Regions from separate parts of the Zea mays genome. Here region 1 is linked to region 2. Evidence: chromatin contacts called from public Hi-C data. All regions are on one chromosome and are shown on one strand. The core of a region is the stretch at or near the end of the contact, and the rest is flanking DNA. Distances in the headings are between cores, read along the strand shown. Region 1 holds the start of LOC100274475. Region 2 holds the start of LOC103630463 (protein MALE DISCOVERER 2).

Region 1 (3,511 bases), core at 351-2,850, 140 kb before region 2:
TGAGGTCGCCCAGACTCCTGAAAGCTTTTGGCTACGCTACTATCTCCACTTGAACTTTTTTGTCGTTGAATACACAAGCACGAGAGCTACGGATCATTGCATTAATGAGAATTATTTAGAGTACAACCCACACAAGCACACAACCAAACATATATTGAACTGATTCTATTGAGAATGCTACAGTGATAGGTTGATAGTATAACCTGATGGATTTTAAACCCACTATGTCTAATGTAGCAAATAGTTAAGGGCTACACAGATTTCCAGACTTTATACAGTACAGTAAAATGAGCTTTCTTGTATAAGCTACGTCGAGACCACTCAAAGATTCTAGTTTTCTCGAACTGAAATGTATTGACTATATGAACTAAACTAAAAGCACTAAATCATTTGTTACCATATAAACATTATATTTTATGAAATATCAACGAATTTGAAGATTTGAACAAACAAGAAAGGCAATAATTATCCTGAGTGTGAAGCAAGCGCATTCATAGTAGTGGACCAACTCGAACTTTTGGAAAACTTTAATGTAAACCCTATTATTGTGCCTATTCCTGTAATATGTACCCTATATGAGCAAATTACATGTCCTCTCTACACCACAGGAAAAAGAAATTTACTGAGAACCTTCTTTCAGCAGATCTTCATGGGGCCCTTCTAATAGGTTTATATGTTGGCTTACTTTATTCAGCAGATCTTCATGGGGCCCTTGGTATGCTAAGTGCGAATGTAATAAGCTCCATAGTGTGAATTGTGAAGTACCTTGCTCAAGTGTTAGTTGTTGAAGTGTTGAGGGAGGCCGGCGCTGTGCTGTCCTGTTTTGATGGAGACTGGTGCGGCGGAGCGACGCTGCCTGACGGCGAGTCGACGACGGGTGACCGGGCGAGAGGCGGGAGGCAGAGGCGCCGGTAGCTGCTCGGCGCTCGCTCAACAAGGGCCAGCCACCGGACACGGGAGGGATACCAGAGACGCACACAACATCCGGCCGCCGGACACGGGAGGGAGAACGCACAGCTAGGGGTGGCAATCGGGCGGGTAGAACGCGGATATATGGTTCGCGTATTCATACCCACGAGATAAAACCAAATCCATACACATACTCATTTACGCTCGTGGGTACGGATCTGTATCCGTACCCGTACCCGCCGGGTATCCGTTATCCAACGGGTATCCATTACCCGCCCGCCCGTCCACTAAAATTTCAGCAACATTCCAATACCATTGTACCAGAAATAATTTCAACATTCAAACAATAATTTCAACATTCAAACAAATGATGCAAGGGCAAAAGCACTAACGGACTAACCTGCGCGGCTGCACGGCCGGACGCGGACCGCGGATGCGCGGAGGCTGTGCGCCTGTGCTGTCTGCTCGCCGTCACTGTTGTGCGCCTGTGCTGTCTGCTCGCCGACTCGCCGTGGACCGTGGTCGGTGCTTCCGGGATCTGCTGGAGCCTGGAGGGCGCTGGAGCCTGGAGCAGCCGAGCGATGGAGCCGTCGCGTAGAGCGGTGGACCGGTGGACGGCCGAGCGGTGGACGGCCGGGCCGTAGTCGTAGAGCCTGGCGGTGGCGGCTACCGGGGCTAGGGTTAGGACTTGTTGTCGTAGTCCTAGAGCGGTGGACGGCCGTACCGTAGTCGTAGTTCTTGGCTGTTGGCTGTTGCTCGCAGCTCGCTCACGGAGTCACGGCCCACGGCCCACGGGGCTGGCGCATGGCCTGGGAATGGGATTGGAGATTTGGAGAATAGGATCTGGGTCCACATGTCATATGCCCAACGGATGATGGATATAGATAGCCTATATTTATACCCGCGAAATTATTACCCACGGATACTATATAGTATTCCGTACCCGCGGATACGAAAACCCACCATATCCATACCCGACACGGTTATTTGTCCATAACCGTAACCACGGCCATCCCTACGCACAGCCTTCCGCCGGACGCCTGGTCGCAACCTGCCTCTCTCAGTGCCTAGAAGCTTTTGGGCTTTGGTCCTGTGGCTTTTGCTGGCGACCCGGGAGATAATGGCGCAATGGAGTAATGGGCCTGGGCCAACTGGCTAGCAGGGGCCAGGGAGCACTAGCACTCTAGCAGGCACCAGGCAGGGCAGGACCGCCTACCGCAGGCCGCAGCAGGCTCGTGGCCATACCCGCAGACCGAACCGCACAGCACAGAATACACTTCGGATCGGGTACCCACTAGATACCCATATCTTACACTCAGGGGCGAAGCTACATGTTAGCTCGTGGATGCACATGCACCCCCCCTAAAATCCAGAATTTAGTTATAATAGTTAAATTTTCACCATATATGCATCACACATATCTCATCCTTATGCACCCGCAAGGGAGTTGCACCCCCAATATATTTGCTCTAGTTTCGCCACTGCTTACACTGTATTTACGGGCGGATAATAGTGTTTTCGGATCTCGTATCTAAGAGTTCAGTATCTGGGATACCCATATATATCCCAAAACAAAATATTTGTATTCGTATTAAATAATTCATCCTATTTTCATACTCGTATCTGATACCCGTTCCGGTACCTGTCTCGTTTTCATCCTTGTATTTGGGGTCTGCGACGAGGTGAGCTGCCGTCGAGAGTGGTAGGGATGAAAACGGTTTCGAAATTTTTCGGAATTCCGGAAACCGGTTTCAAATTTTTTCGATCGGATTCACCGGTAACGGTATTTTTCGAAAACGGAATCGGTTTCGGAATTTTCTATCGGAATCGGCGTGGTGTTTTACCGACCATTTCCTTCGGTTACCGGTTTTTGTCAGAAATTACCGGATTTATGTCTCGGAATTTTCCGGAATTGTGTCTCGTAATTTTTCAGAATTTTCCAGCAACAACCCACATGAGGTGAGGAAGTGGGCGTTGGCACGGCGAACACAAGCCACTATCGCATTTCTCGTTTTTATCTAAGAACGACTCCAATAAAGTTCCTCAAAATAATACCTAAAAATTAAAACAATACATCATTTAGATTATATTATTATAAATGAAAAAGGTTTAAAATGATGTAGAAATCCTTAATCTAGGACGTAGTATATTTGGATTACACTATGGTGTGCCCTATATTTTTTTATTAAAAATGGTAAAGTAGGGTACTATTGTTGGAATTGTTTTTTATAATTTAACCCTATACTTATACCACTGTATAATCTACCGGTTTAATCTTTGCAAAACTCACTCAACCAAATCACTCCACACCCATAACCTCCAATAAATCCATCTAACAAATTGCATCCAGACTGAACGCACCATCAAAATCTCTACTACTCTATAAGAGTATAGTGTAGGCGTTCACCACGGTTCCGCTTGCCTCCGCCCCCGCGCCCCGACGCCCTCTCCTCACCCCAAGCGCCCCGCCTGCCCCCGCCTCTGCGCGCCCGTGTGGCCCCACCTGCAGCGGCGCGCTCATCAATCTGGTGAAGCACACCCCCGCCCCGTCTCTCTCGCCGCCATCGCCGCTCTCTCCCACCCGGATCGAGCTGGATGTCGG
Region 2 (3,509 bases), core at 432-2,931:
CGTCGGGGTAGCTTTTGTGCCGGCCTGCCTTTAATTCTCTTCGCAATCACATTCTCTTGCCTTTTTGTTTAAGCAATCGTGTATAGTGGTAATATACGAGTGAACTTCTTCTGACAGGTGTGAGACGTGCTCTACAACTACGAGACCATGCAGATTATGGCATATATAGAAGTCTGCATGGTACTGATGGTTGCAATGTAGTGATGAAACAACTAGATTAAAATAAGAAAATTTATGTACGGCCAGGATCACAAGTGGATTATAAAACTTTTATAACAGTATAATACACATTTTGTATATAAGTTATCATGGTATTATATGATCCCGTAGCAACGCACGGGTACTCACCTAGTTAAAATTAGATAAGAAGATGCATAAAAGGCGGAAGTGGAAAATTATGGATATTGTTATGTTTACAAACAATGTAATTTTTATACTTAAAAGTTTGTATTTTTATTTGTTTTTATGAATTATGTATTTTTTGCTCAATTACATACCCGGACGATTTTTTATTTTTTAAAACATTGTGTTTTATTTCATACAAGTCTATAAAAAATCACGAACATCTAAAATATCAATTTAGTTTTATTAAAATCTTATTGGAAATGTTGTCATTGTATTTATTTGAAAATTTGATGTTAATATTTTTTTATAAAAACTTAATCAAAGTTCCATAACCTGTGCATAGGATAAAGCTAAATTAAACTATGATTTGAATTGAAAGGAGTAATTCACAATTCGTGCACCTAAAGAGATGCTTTTGCCTAGGGATGTGCAAATAGTAGTGGTTTGGACACAGTGGCGGAGGACACACCAAATTTGAGGTACGTCGAATTTTATACGTAAGTACATACATAAGATCTATGTTTCCCTGTAGATTTTATATAGTCCTCCATTTCGCCGCAGTTTATAAATTAATTAATCTAAATACTAAATTAGCTAACTGATTAGACAAATAAAACTAGGGAAAAACAAGGTAATATTGAAGTAAATATCGTCATTGCACTATACACCAATAAACTAAATTTTAAAGAAGTAAAATTAAAGAACTAGGGAACAAGCAACTAGAGCTGCGGATGGCCCTCACCTGAGCGAGGGATTTTCTAGATCGTTCTAGGGCTTGGTTGTATGGGTTACAAGCACACATGATAGGCGATAGACAACATAAACATATTGTATTTTACCGCTGTGCGTGGCAGCATGGCAGTCTCGAGAACTAGGAGTGGAAAATCGACAGTATGATTGATTCATGTTCGATGTTCCATATCGCAGGATGATAGGGCCATCGATCGTCGATAAATTATAGGTCAGTATAGAGCATGTTGGTTATGTTATAAAAAACACATGGGCTATAGAGATAGTAACATGTACATTGACTGACCCAAACAAAAGCTTGATGAACGGTTTGGTTTAACTAGCCAGTGGTCAAGTTTTCTTATTTTTTTAGTTTAGACGCACACGGCGACACAGATTCTCTAATAAAAAACAACACTCGGTAACTCCATGTCTCCATGTGAGCCGAAATCAAGGTACGGCGAGTGCTATACCCTATACCTTCCCACACTGAGTTCTCGTTACTGTTTGGGTATGATGACAACTTTGTAGAAGAATATAATTTTTTTTCTCTAAAATACCCATGCACAGAAAAGACGAGTAAATTTTACTTGCAGAACCACACCTGGACACCGGCTTTCCCAAGGAATACGACCGCTTCCCGTTTGCAAAATTCCCCCGTCGGTACTCAACAACCATTGAGCAATGTCTAGAGTAATTTAAGTACGATTTAGAAGAACGAACTGACCAATCCAACAAGTGACTTGGCTTGGCCAAGGATCACTCCAATTGTATATTTAATGCATATAATTCTTTAGAGCGAAAGGAATTGATCAACTGAAGGCTGAACCCGCCCTTTCTCCGCAATCGACTTGCGTTTCTGCACACTTTCGTGTGCCGCGTGCGCCTCCAGCTCCATGTGACGTCGGATACCGCGTTCCGTTCCACTTCCCACCTGTATTTTACAACCCCCTAGTTCTTGCCTCTCCTTTTGTTGTCTGCTACTAGTAGAGTACTGGTACTGGTCGCGATTTTTCCGCTAAAGAAAAGCACCGGATCCATTTTCCTCTCGGGGGAGCGGATTGGGTAGTTGCCTGCTTATTGACTAGTTCTTGGCGTGGCGGCTAACTATTGTGAATTTTGTTTTAGTCTGTCCTGTTGGCTTCTTCCTTCCGCTTCTCCTTTCTGGCCGCCGAAGGCAAACCACGCGGCTTGTTCTTATTGAATCCATCAAGGACGCAGGAAAGATAGGATCTTCGGCTCCGATTCTCGGAGCAACAGCGCGACCGCAGCGGGTTTTGGTGCTTCCTTTCTTTAGGGTTGTGTCCTTGCAGAAGTTGCTCTGTGGAATGGGGACCTGTGGGAGGAGAGTTCTGGGGGTATGGTTTTTCTTCTGGTTCTTGTTGACACTTGAGCAGTGCACATCCCTGAATCGTGAAGGTATCTATCGTGTTGTGCTTTGAATCGCTTGCGTGGATGGTTGTTGCCCGACCTTTGTTTTTTACTCTGTTTAGGGTTGTTTCTTTGCTGAACTGCAGGTGCTGCTCTGCTGAGATTTAAGGCGGCGATCGAGGCAGACCCATATGGTGCTTTGTTGGACTGGAATCAAGAGAGTTTGAGCCCCTGTACTTGGTTTGGTGTGGAATGCTCCGATGATGGACTAGTCATGTCTCTGTAAGTTGTTCTGTTTTTTCACAGCAAAAATTAAGTACACAAGAAAACTCATTTGTTCATATATTAGTGAACTATATAAATCGATCTGTGATGTTGGGGCTGTGACCATAACTTAGTGCTTGTTTGGCTGCACTTGTATCCACCTCAATTCATATGTGTTAAGGGCTTGTTCGGTTAGGGAGGGGTGGATTGAGGAGGATTGGAGGGGATTAAATCCCTTCCTATTCGGTTTTCAATTGGGGCTTGTTCGGTTTGGGAGAGATTGAAGAGGATTGGAGAGGATTAAAAACCTTTCTAGTCAAAATTGAATAGAAGGGGATTTAAATCCCCCAATCCCCTCCGATCCCCGTGCAACCGAACAAGGCCTCAATCCCCTCCAATTCCCATGCAACTAAGCGGGGTGGTAATGGATCACGATCCAAATATTTCTTCACAATTTGTTTGAGCCCTTAAATAATTTTGGTTCAAAAATGAATAGAAATATAGCCCGATCCTAATCCGATCCGTCCCTTAAATTTTGTAGTGTAAAATCTAGAGCCCATTACCACCTCTACATGCAACCGAACAAGGACTAAGGTAGATTAGAATCTAGATCCACATGTGTTCGGGTGGATTATGGTGGAAATCAAACTTATACTCCAATCCGCTTCAACACACGCGGATTTAGCTGAATATGTGTGCATCCAAACAATCTTTAGTTGGTGGGAGGTATCAGTGTACACCGCATCCCTCAAATTAGACCTAGTTCCTATAATATGTAAAAGAGTAACCTCGAATTCACT

What was found. Hi-C and Micro-C count contacts between places; a contact is called where the count stands out from the background.
Region 1: a contact with region 2 is called in a Hi-C map of endosperm, with 2.0 times the contacts expected there. The contact joins the promoter of LOC100274475 here to the promoter of LOC103630463 in region 2. A contact is called at or near these places in 2 of 25 Hi-C or Micro-C datasets (endosperm and leaf).

The regions. Positions count from the first base shown.
Region 1 is chr6:164,311,770-164,315,280 of Zm-B73-REFERENCE-NAM-5.0, reverse strand. LOC100274475 reads right to left here and starts at 1,600. Exons shown (of 9, transcript NM_001148834.1): 1 at 1,310-1,600.
Region 2 is chr6:164,168,821-164,172,329 of Zm-B73-REFERENCE-NAM-5.0, reverse strand. LOC103630463 (protein MALE DISCOVERER 2) reads left to right here and starts at 1,681. Exons shown (of 8, transcript XM_008651514.4): 1 at 1,681-2,493; 2 at 2,592-2,727. The coding sequence starts at 2,403.